Linked DNA regions of Zea mays: region 1 is linked to region 2. The links are chromatin contacts, called in public Hi-C maps. All regions are on one chromosome and are shown on one strand. Each heading gives the region's core, a stretch centred on a gene start, on an enhancer-like site or on the middle of the called end of the contact. The rest is flanking DNA. Distances are from core to core; before and after follow the strand shown. Region 1 holds the start of LOC100281255 (branched-chain-amino-acid aminotransferase). Region 2 holds the start of LOC100381413.

Region 1 (5,749 bases), core at 2,373-4,872, 270 kb after region 2:
AAAGAGAAGGAAAAAAAGATGGTGGTCCGAGAAAGCCAACTCATCCGAAAGATAATAAGTGAAGCGATGAGCAGGACGTTCGGGTGGTGCCCGAGGGATCGACGTATTTCTGGTTGAAGACTTCATTTTGGCTCTGGCGTCGGCTGTTGTCGATCAGTGCAGCTCAATTAGTTCTTTTGGTCTTAAAAACTGTGTTGATGGTTCTGCCAGAATTTGAAGTTTTCACTTTGCTGGTCTGATCCTTTTGGGTTTGCTCTATGTAAATAAGCTTAGCTTAAAAACTGTGGGGCGGTTTGGTAGGAAATTAGTGGCGATTAACTTCTACTCTTCTCGTTCTGATGGTTGAAGTTAGTTTCACTAGTTTTCTACTTTTTGGTTGATGGGAGGCTTCCCACCGTTCTGGTTTGTAATGAACTGTTACCTATTTCTTAATGAAATAGGGGGCTATGCCCCTTCGTCAAAAAAAAGTAGTAAATAAACACCATTTGCTTCAACGGTTCTAGGTTGCACACTAGTATATAATATAAACACAGGATAATGTCCCGCTGTTACGGACCACGTGGCCTGCCTCCTCGTCTGATCGAGCTTCTGGAAACGGAAGGAAGACCCGTGTCGTCTAGGTACAAGTACAACCGAGTTCCCCACATCGGATTACGATAGGATCCACTACACGGTAAAGCACACGTTTCTTGATTCGGATTGGCACGCCGACGTGGACACGGAGGGAAAAAATGAAGGCAACTTGGGATCGGTTTGGTGCACGTTTTTTCGTCCCGTGAGAACGACCTGCCGACGGACCCGACCGCTCTGTGCTACGGCTATGCTGCACAGAGACTGTATCGGACCTGCGTTGCTTACTACAAGACTGATCGTATCGTATCTAGCTTGTGTGACGTTAATTACACCGCCATACATTCAAACGGAGCTGTCGATGCAGAGAATGCCATGGAACATGAGTGCACAAGGGACTCGCGGAGATCAAATCAATGGCTGCTCAATGGCCTCGTCACTGATCGCCATCGAACACACACGGTTTATTCTTCAATTTGCTGCAACACTACATATGCTGATCAACCGAGTATGCATTCTACCGGATGACAATACTGATGTAGGATCCAATGTCGTGGCGATGGCATTCCCCAACCTTATTAATCTACTCTACTGCTACTGTCCATCCCTTGCTGTCCTCGGCGGCCATGCCCATCTGAATGGATGTCAGCGTCGTGTACAGCTCCTGCGACACCGTGTCCGGCCCCGTTCTGAACTCATACCTGAAAGAAAGCTCTGTCACTCTCTGTCGATAGGCGTCGTATATGCCCCGGGCACACGAAGAACGAACGAGGAGAGAGTTGTCACCTCTCGCCCTGGTACGTGACTGTCGACACGGGAGCAACCACCACCGCGGTCCCGGTGCAGAACACCTCGTCTGCGGCCACCAGATCGTCGATGGAAACCAGGCGTTCCTCAACCTTGTATCCGCGGTCCCTGGCGAGCTCGATGACGCTCTTGCGCGTGATGCCCGGCAGGATGGTGCCCCGGGTGTCCGGCGTGGCGACCACGCCGCCCTTGACGACGAACACGTTGCACGACGACACCTCCTCCAGGTACCGCTTGTGGACCGAGTCCAGGTACAGCACGTCCGTGAACCCCTTGCTCTTGGCGTCCATCTGCGCCCTCAGCACCTGCAGCACATCACAATGCAGCCCCGTCAGAGCGCGTCGTCGGGCGATAGTATAGATTTGTCCCGGACGGACGGACGGGACGTACCGGCGCGTAGTTGGCGATGGTCTTGACCCCGCCGGTGCCGCCGGGCATCGCGCGGTGGAACTCGTCATGCACCACCAGGTTGATGGGCGCCAGGCCCTCCTGAAAAAAAAAAATCAAGGTCGCGTCTCGTTCTCTGTTCAGCAGGAACGGAACCGGTGTGGCAGTGGAAACTAACTGACCTTGAAGTAGTTCCCAACGGGTGCGGCGTAGATGAGGAAGGTGTACTCGGGGGCCGGAGCCAGCCCAAGGATCGGGCCGCTCCCCACGAGCAGAGGCCGGAGGTACAGGGCTCCCTTCCCCTGCGGCGGCACCTGCAAACGGAACGCATGGCACGCAAGTGATCGCTGGTCGGCGCCGGCGCGTGGCTGGGGCGGGGCGGGCAAACAGCGGAACGTACGCACGTACCCAGCGCCTGTTGGCGAGGACTGTCTGCCTGACGGCGTGGACGAACTGCTCCACCGACGGCGCCGGCATGCACATGCGCTCGGCGCCGCGCTGCATCCGCCGCGCGTTCTCCTCCGGCCGGAACAGCGTGTACCCGGCCCGGTCCGGCCGCCGGTACGCCTTCATTCCCTCGAACAGGCCCTGCAGGGAGCGGGCGGCGGTTGGTCGCAGTAGCAGCCAGGCATGCGTGCCAATAATTTGTTAACTACTACTAAGATAATATTCAATTAACGTCGGCGTCGTCCAGGGTGTTTCGTTTCGTCACCGTCGTCGATATACAGTAGTTTAATTACTAGAGAGAAGACGGAACGGAACGAGGACGAGAACGAACCTGGGCGTAGTTTAGAACGCCGGAGGAGGGGCTGAGCTCGATGTTGCCGTAGCGGCAGAGCTCGCCGCGGGGGAAGTCGCCGCGGTCCTCCGGCGAGCACCGCGTGACGTACATGTAGTCGGTCGGGGTGAGGCCGAAGCCGAGGTTGTCCCAGTCGATCTCGCCGCCGCTCTCCTCGTTGGACCTGCGTAGTACGTTCACACGCATGCTGCATGATGCACGTTGCGGCCGGCAGACTTAAAAGATGGCGAAACAATGGGGGAGTCGGTCGGAGAATGCCCGATCGGGATCTGCGGCCGGGCGTACTGTCTGTCACTGAGGCTCACCTGTCGGCGACGTGGTCCAGCTGCGGCAGCGACGACTGCCACCGGCGCGGGAGCAGAAGGGAGCATCCGCCGCCGCCTCCTCCTCCGGCCTGCGAACAGCGAGCAGCGAAAGGGAGGAAGAGGTTACACCGACCTCTGAGCATGGATGATCTCATCGCGGCGGGGAGAGGCATCGATCGTCCTGGACGCGGCGGCGGCCACGGCCGAATTAAGAAGAAACGATCGGTTACGGAAACGAGTAAAAGCGGGCCGCACAGTCCAGCTTCCACACGGCGAGAGGTTAACGCATGGGATTGGGATGTGATGTGAACGGTGCGCACAGGCACACACTACACACGGCGAGAATCGCGCACGCACCGTAGCCAACGCCTTCCCCAGGACCCTCCACAAGTCGCCGCCATGGCCGCTGCTGCTGCTGCGAGCCCACGACGGAAGGAGAGCGCCCTTCGCAGATGTCAACGCGGCCATGCAGTACGTACGGTCCCCCTTCTTTAGACCCCGGCCGGCTGCACTGCTACCACTAGCTATACACGGTATGTGGATTTCGGTCAAGCTCTCTCTCTCTCTCTCTCTCTCTCTCTCTCTCTCTCTCTCTCTCTCTCGTGGGAAGAGAAGAGTTATGGTTGCAACCTTCGTTCACGGGCTACCTACCAATGGCTGATGGGTTAGCTGGAGGGAAGGAAGAGGAGGGCAAATTAATCAAACGAGCACAGTTCGATGGAAGCACCAGTGCACCACGCACCCGCCCATGTGTCCCATACGGAGTCGGAGTGGGCTGTACTTATGCAAGCGGCGGATAGCCTGGCGGCGAACGCTCGTTTCCGGCGCTGTGTATTCGTCCACTGCTGCTACAGCTAGTCCTGCAGAAAGCGATAGAACTTGGGTTTGCAGCTATTGGCACGGAGCGTGCAAATTGCAGCGTCCGATTGCGTCAGGGGGGGGGGGGGGGGGGGGGGGTCATGCATGATAAAAGATCGTCTCGGGTATACAGCTTGCCTTGAGACAGAGCCAACTGACCTAGCGCTGGCCGGCTCGCTTGCGTCTCTGCACGCGTGAGGGTCGGAGCTCGCCGGCCGGGAAACTAGGAAGGCGTCGTACGGTTCCGCCACGTGTAGCCGTCGTCGATGGCAACGGCTCATGCAACGGGGAAGTGTTCATTGATCACTGATCAGGGCAGGGTTGAGATCGATGGAGCTCATGTCAGCTGCTAGCTGCTTTCGCTTCCACTAGACGTCGTCGCAGCCGAGCGTGCAGGTGTCCAAATTTGCTTGTACTCCGTCTCCTTTTCTCCTGGCGCTCTGCTTCACATGAGCTAGCTACCTTGGTTGCCTCACCAACCAGTACTCCTCTTTCAGCTCTTGTGTTTTTCTTCACGCTGTCTTATCTAGTGATGAGTAGTAGTTATCTGCATGCATGCATGGTCCTTGGAGAGCCCATGACTTGCTGCCATATCTGGTGGTGGTGGGGGTATGTTGGTATATTATACATATATCAATTTTACTATTTTAGGCAGGTGTAGGTGCAAAAGGGACGACGAGTGCCCAAAAAGTCCTGATCTGCAGAGTGCGGACGCCTAGATAGGCGTGACCATTATTGAATGGGCGGGACCGTACCAGCTGACCATGCCGTCGGTGATCCATAGAACGAACCATCTTCTGAGTCGATGATATGTATCGACGTGGATATGCGTCAGATACTCCCTACCATCCATCCGCTTAGGTAAGGAAGTCACGGCTTGAAGGCAGAGCAATCCGGATCACTCTAAGGGCCCGTTCGCTTCTACCGGAATAAACCTGGATTCATTCCAACTCATCGAAATCTATATAAATTAGAGAAGTAATCCGGCCAGTAATCAATCCTGAGCTCCAATTCCTATAAACCGAACGGGGCCTAAAGTGTCCGTACGTATGACACTGTAGCTCTATTTATAGTGATAAATTGGAGTATAAATTTGTATTACAAACATGCTCAGAGTTCTATACACATAGACTACAAAATCCTATGAGGGGCATTCATTGTCTTTTCCTTCACAAACGTACCGATCAAGCTTTCAGGTCTCTTCTTCCCTCCTCTCTGGTAATTCATTGTCGAAGCACCTAAAATATACTTAAAACAATTGACAATATATATAATTGGACTACGATGATCTCTTGATTCTAATATGTGAATGATACAATCTTATTTTTAGACCATGGCATTGAACAAGCAATGGACATGGAAGACATCCGCTAAAGCTGAAAATCCAAATCTTTTTTAATATTATTCGCCAAAAGCATACTACACAGCTGCGCCTAATACAAAAGTGGAAAAGCATACTACTCTTAGTAATTTTTCCTTAGTGTTTGATTTAGAAGGGCGTTGATAGGAAATTAAAAACAAAAATGGAATCGCGTTTTAGGAAGGTTTACCAACATTAATTAATATGATGAGAGGGATACGTTTTGGCTTGTGAATCTAATTGTTTATTCACAGTAAAATTTATGTCTCGCCACTTTGTCAACACTCATAGTATTTTTGTTCTTAATGTTTGATTTAGAACGGCGTTAATAGAAAATAAAAAAAAACAAAAGTGGAATATCGTTTTAGGGTGGGGCTGGGGCTGGGGCTGAGGCTGAGGCGGATGGCCGCCGGGAGCTAGGGCGGCTGGCTGACGGTGACGGGGCTGGGGCTACAGTGGCGCCTAGGCTAGCTGGTGCAAGATGGAGGAGAGATGAGGCTAGTTTTTTTTTTCATTGGAGGTGGCGGGTTCATATGGTTTGGTGGAACAAGGGTATCGATAAATTAATAGACTTTTGAATGGTATCCATTGTTTAATATTTTTATATAGCTATGTCTTCAATGAGCCTCTATAGTGACATAAGTTGTTAAATTTATAGACATT
Region 2 (6,300 bases), core at 2,728-5,227:
CAATAAGAGACGGCAGAAGAGGCCCAATCCAACCTTTTGGAACTATGGCTGGGGAAACAGTCCTTATAGCCGCCCACTTAGGCTGCCATTGATTGGTGGGGACTCGGACAGACTTCCTTTTATTGGGAATCATGGTTCTGTTGGGCGCCACTTTGGAAATCAACGAAGGAATATCTCACCGAACTGCATTCTTGATGGTCACCGTCATAACTTCCTTTGAAGCCATGTCAATGAGTTTTACTTGTATGTTAAGAGTGTTTTATAAGGACTTCAATGGTGCATATACGGTTAGACCGCCTTGTTCATATCGTCAAGTCGCACACTTATGCTTGTGCACAGCACTCTTATGATCTTATCCTAATATATCCCCTTAGTATCTTAGATCGTATCTTTACTATCTTTTTTTGGTACCAAATGTAATCCAGTGTCCTAGTAATAAAGTACCCTTGTTCTATTCTCAAACGAATTATCTAGACACGGTCATTGTAATTTGGTTGAATGTGTAGATAGATGTATTCGTGTGTAATAGCTTTAAACTTCAGGGTGCTGCTTAAATTTATTTGCATTAAATATTCAATCTATAACATTGATAGCTTTATCTCCACATCTTCATGTTTTCCCCATATCATGATGTCAATATGATTTACATTTTTCTTATTAGGTATTTTCCTTTGACATACATGCTACTTTCAGTAGCTCAGTGATAAATAGAATAATCAGGTTCTTCTATTATACTATTATTCTGTCATCAGTCTTGGTCTAGAGCTGTATGAAATAATGGAAGCATACTACTCCCTCCGTCCCAAATTAGTATTCGTTTTAGCTTTTGATTTTTATGTCTATATTCAAATAGATGATGATGAATCTAGACATATATACAAAACACATGCATAAATTATTGTATGAATCTATTAAAAGGCTAAAGCAAATTTTAATTTGGGACAGAGGGAGTATTATTAAGGTGCTGTTTTGTTTTATTTAAAACAGCGAAATATCACTGATGCCGAGAACTGCGTAGTAATCTTGTATACAAATTAGAGCTAAAACATCAAACAATCTGATACAGTTTTTGTTTTAATATCTACCACTAGATGGCGTATGCATGTTTTTTTTTTAAAAAAATCCATTACTGGAAGAATCAGTGTGATGATAAGAAGTGCAGCTTTGAATAAATGACATGTGGATCATTTTGGGATGTATGTAACATACTAGGACTATGTTGATGTAACTAGTTGAGGCTATAAGCCTATAACAATTCTGTACCTGGGTATGTTGTATGAATCTATGATTAAAAACGATGATTGTTTATTTGTCGTGCTGTTGTGTGGTGAATGTGAATTGCTCAATGGGAGAAGGTACAAGCCTCGATCTAACCATAGTGGCGGTGAGTTGAGGGAACATGCATAGGCCATAACTTCTTTTGTTCCTTTTATTCCTGAATATTGTCTCTTTATATAGGGATGGCTGGGTTAAACATACTCCTAAAAGCCAGAATTTAATACTATACCTATTACCTAGCTTTCTGGAACTACAACCCCCCAATCCCCCAAAACACACACGCACACACACATGCACATCATCTGCAGTACAAGTTTATGTGACATGATGAGGACCGCCAGTGAGTCTCCACGTGCGTGCATCGGTGCATGCGTGTGTTTTTGCAAATCCCCAACCAAAAACTAAATACAGGTCTAATGAGTTGTAATTTTTTTTGTTCTGTTACAGTTTGTATGATACATTGATACACAACTCACTGGGGTAACATTCTTTCTGTTGTCGTAGAATATTATTCTTGCAAGCACTGGATGGTTATTATCTCTTTTCTCTATAGAAATTATGAGCTTCTGTATTACCTCCAGTTGCGTTGTCATGGTTCTGAGTATGGTTTCATATCACTGTTTACTTATTTGTCCATTTTCGAGGTTGCAGATACATGTTTTTGACATATGGACATGAGCTGTTGTTGCATCTGACTGGCATCTTATTGTCTTCTATTCTATGATACTATAATATCGATGTCCTTGTTCTCCTCATACTTCTCACTTGGATGATTCAGAAAGTTGATAATACATTTATTTATTGTTTGATTGGTCAAGGCAAAATGTGAAGATACTGTCTTGATTGGGGTGGTTATTATTCAGAATCTTCACTTTGATGTGTTTATTCTTGTGTTATCCGTGTTCCTAGATAATGTAAATATAGTCTGAACTTTCAGGTGCTTGAGTTGTGGCTTGACCATTTCATTATGCAATTCAGTCGTATCAGACTGGGGATAGTGTGGGGCGATCATAGCTTGCTGGACTTGTGAAGCATTTCTGCTTGATGCTTTTGTACCATGCTGCTTTGTGGCCTATGATAGATGTAATGAACCATACATAGATCATCCTCCACCATTGGGGGACCAAAGATTGCAAAATTCTTTTAAGGTGAACTTTACATTGACCACATGAAGAAAGGACACTTCTTTTTGGTGTACGCGTGCATGCACTCTGCATTGTTTACACATGTCCTATTGACTATTGGCCTCATTTACCCTTTTCTATTATGTTATTAAACCGTGAAATGACTGTCACGAGGTTTAGCTTTCTGCCTTTCTGATCACTTAACTGGCACTGAGCCACTGTTACCAGTACTAAAATCAGACCTGTCTCGGAGCCCGAGAAAAGGCTTCAGCTTTCTGAGACGGACTCTTTGCTTGTGGTTTGGTGCGCTGAAAAGACTGTGGGGGGTGGCATGGGAGGAAAGACTTTATAAATCTGGATTGGGTAAGTGTTTTACTGCCATGAGATCTCATTGCTATGATTGTTGATCTGAATTTTGATTCTCATTTGTGGTTGGTGTATATGCTTTTATGTAGTAGCAGTTGCTTGCACACAAAATGGCACTAGGTGTGGGGGCTATAAAATTGCCAGTGTGTATTATGTTGGTGTTAGATCGTTTTCTGCATGGACAATTTATTGTTTTCATCTACTTTTTGTACGAGGTGTTTTAATCTATTGTACCTTCTATTATTTGCACAGTTAACCTAATCGGTCGTTTGGCTAAACGACAGGTGATCGTTGGTTCGACGTTTAATGGATCAGGATATGTACTATGCGATTCTGCACTTGTATCGTCTTGTGTAACTTGTGGACATATTATTCACATAAAATACAAACACATTCCTGATGTGTTTTTATTTATCCAGCATATATCAACCTTGGAACGTAGGAAGACTACTGCAGCGAGACAGAATCTCTGTTCCCTTCAGTTGGACATTGGAGTATTCTAGTATTCATTGTGCATTAATTTTGGAACAGGTACGAATGTACAACGATGGAAGCTGCGCGGTGCTGCACCTACACAAGCGCAAACAAGCCCCAACCAGAATCCAATTCGGTGACGATACGCCTCTATTGGCTACCTCTGTCAGGCAGGAAGCACTGCAGGATGTGATACCCCTGCTGCATGCTAGTCTTCGCTTTGACTGTATTATTCGGCGTCCAGCCCCCTACCAGCAGCTCCCCCATCTCCGCTATTGCTCGGTAATAATTCTGGCTGCGATGGCACCCATATTCCTGTGAAACAGGACATTGATGAACCGCTTCCTACTCCTACTGTCCTACATAGACACTAGGAAAAGCCCACTGAGCGGCAGTAAAGTATGGCAATGTACAACGTGCAATAATAGAACATGTGGTGTTTGTTAGGAAAGACCTAATTTCACGGCAGTTGGCAGTGTGGAAGGACTATCTCGTGGTGATGCCAACATGCAAGTACCCAATCAGGCTTCCACAAGAGAAGTATTTGTGTGCTTGCTGTTGCGGCTAAGTTTACTGGGTGTAGAAAAAAATAATATTAGGCGGTGAAAGCCTGGTGGAGAACTGTTTTCAGTCGTGGCCACATGTGCGCACGACATTCATGGTGAAAACTATTTACTCTAGCAAAGGGCTGCTGAGCAACAGTGGAATATCAGATCGAAGACGAACAGGGGAGCAGCAGCTCTCACCGCTGGTAACAAGAAATCATATGCTCTATTATTGGTACTTTATATGTACTGTGGCATGCTCTTTGGGAATAGGTCTGTATTCGGGACAAGTACAGGTGCGTCGTACCTTATTTCATCTTTTTTTCCTTTCTTTATTTGCTACTGGCGCTGCAGTATGATGTTCTCTTTGAAGATAGCAAATTGCGTTCATCTCTTCATGAGTACTCTGTCTCTTTGAACAGCCCAATCATTTGTCTCTGCCCCACCCATTCATTTTCAGGAATTATGCTAACTCATTAAGCGATATTGGCCTTGTACCAAATGATTTATGCACTGCATCGGAGTGTTTTTTTTTTGCTTCTCCATATCCTGCTTAGTCTTTGCTTCAGAGAAAAGGGACAAGCACCAGCATCGCTTGAGCCTTTCTTGGCCGAAATTTGCTTCTCCGGGATCCTGGTGATTCTTACATCGTCATGCTATAGAACAGGATATGAAGTAGTGAGTTATGACGATAATATTTGCCAATCCATCACTTGTGGTTCCCCAGGATCAAATTTCGATGGTTTGGGGTGGGGACAGTACGCTCTGTTAAGTTTTGAGCAATCCCCTATCCTGGAGGCTTGGCCCCAGGAAAAGGAATACAACCAGCTAGCCTTTTGGTTTTCGGATGGCTGGATCTTAGTCCCTAAGCTGCTTCGGTTATTCCCCTGGTGATTTGAATGCCACACTTTCTTAGCTGTTGTCCTCTTTCTTGTTCTGTGGATCTGATTCTACGGTCTCTGAATTCTCACATTTTCGTTTTGTAGGGGTGTGTGTGCAAGTCAGCAATTACCTAACTTTGTTTAGGCATTGTACGTTTGCACTCGCAAATATGAGAAGAAGAAAAAAGAGAGATATTAGAGTTCTTATTGGTGACCAATCACTATATCCACTTGAACTTGCATTCAGTATCTGTGCAATTATGCTGAATTGTGGAATCCATTTCAAGTAAATCCTTGAAGAGATCTTTATAGTCCTTCAGCAACTAAATACAGTAAGTAAATTGCTTACTTTCTCAAACTTTAGGCTCATGAGTTGGGTTGGTAAGGAAATCTGGAGGACAGAACTTCAGTAGAGGCAATGTTTTAGAGGGTTTAGACTTAGATGGGTCCGGTTCGTTGTCTAATAATTAACCTTATTCTGGGCTGGCCCATACATGCACTGGATAGCATTAGCATCTGATCCTTGGGTTGGTCGCTAGGGTCTTCAGTTTCCAGCAGCCACTGCAATCGATCTTCACTCAGAACACTCTTTATTCTGACCTCTGGATGTGATCCAGCTGGTGCATGGTTGTTAGTAGTAGTACCAGTACCAGCAATTCTATTCCAGGACTCGGTTTCCGCTTTTGCCCTTGGCGTTTGTCTATTGCGTTGCGCCAGGCTTACTTAGCCTTTTCACTTTGGGCAATCTTTATGTAAGGCTGCACCGGTTAGTTGTTCCTTGTTGAGTCTTGCAAGGAATTGACTGTGCCCAGCTCTCGATCTACTCCACCCTTTAAGTAAGGCAACTTCAGTTGGCAGACCTGGCAATGACAAGCTAGAAGATTACCAGGCATTCCCCCTCCCCCAAAATGATTGCAACGACATCGCACTGAGTCCAAGTATCAGAGTAGGATGGTGAGTACATACGTTTATGTCCGTTCAGTTTGCAACATGGATAGAGCTATCTACCTCTTCGGTTTGCATTGCAATGTGACAAGGTCATCGTTGATTCTTGGCAGATGTATTCCCCTCCGCGCACCGATCCCGACAGAGAGGAAGAGCAGTGCTTCTCAATCGGAAGTAATCTGCTTACTTCACTAGACCATTACCATACCATGGATTTTGATGAGCCTGTCGTCTCCCCAATGACCAATGCAGGCATGCAAGAGGGGGTTCAGCTCTACAGTTCTACTGGAGGTATGGTTATTCCCAATTCATTTTCTTAGGAACAACAGCCGCTGATCTGTGAAGATTCTGACCAATAACATTCCACATCCCAACTCTTCCCAGATGCTCAACTAAATAGAAATATGAACACAGGCAAGTGTTTAGAGGATGGCAAAAGGAAGGGTTCTGGAGAGGACAGTTCATCACTACGTTCTCTAGTAAGGAAGCTAGAAGCTTCCATTGCTTTCTCTCATCGTATCACACTCCCTCTATTTCATCCTACTGTACATGTAAATGTATTACTGCAGGGTGAAACCAGTGCATTGCAGCGAGAAGTCAGCATGGAGTGTGCTGATGAGAAGGCGGGTGATGCTAGAGCCAAGAGAGAGGACTACGTGCATGTCCGGGCAAAGCGCGGCCAAGCCA

What was found. A called contact is a pair of places that touch in the nucleus more often than the background predicts.
Region 1: a contact with region 2 is called in a Hi-C map of tassel, with 3 times the contacts expected there. The contact joins the promoter of LOC100281255 here to the promoter of LOC100381413 in region 2. A contact is called at or near these places in 9 of 25 Hi-C or Micro-C datasets (bundle sheath, ear, endosperm and 3 more).

Annotation. Positions count from the first base shown.
Region 1 is chr1:29,506,815-29,512,563 of Zm-B73-REFERENCE-NAM-5.0, forward strand. LOC100281255 (branched-chain-amino-acid aminotransferase) reads right to left here and starts at 3,623. Exons shown (of 8, transcript NM_001154174.2): 1 at 3,226-3,623; 2 at 2,869-2,957; 3 at 2,543-2,726; 4 at 2,173-2,352; 5 at 1,947-2,078; 6 at 1,768-1,866; 7 at 1,357-1,682; 8 at 975-1,271. The coding sequence starts at 3,336. The coding sequence ends at 1,154.
Region 2 is chr1:29,232,504-29,238,803 of Zm-B73-REFERENCE-NAM-5.0, forward strand. It overlaps LOC100381413, which reads left to right and starts at 3,978. Exons shown (of 11, transcript NM_001174254.2): 1 at 3,978-4,083; 2 at 4,774-5,000; 3 at 5,520-5,622; 4 at 5,727-5,904; 5 at 5,998-6,092; 6 at 6,183-6,300. The coding sequence starts at 5,620. It overlaps LOC100501928, which reads left to right. Exons shown (of 1, transcript NM_001196566.2): 1 at 1-454. The coding sequence ends at 220.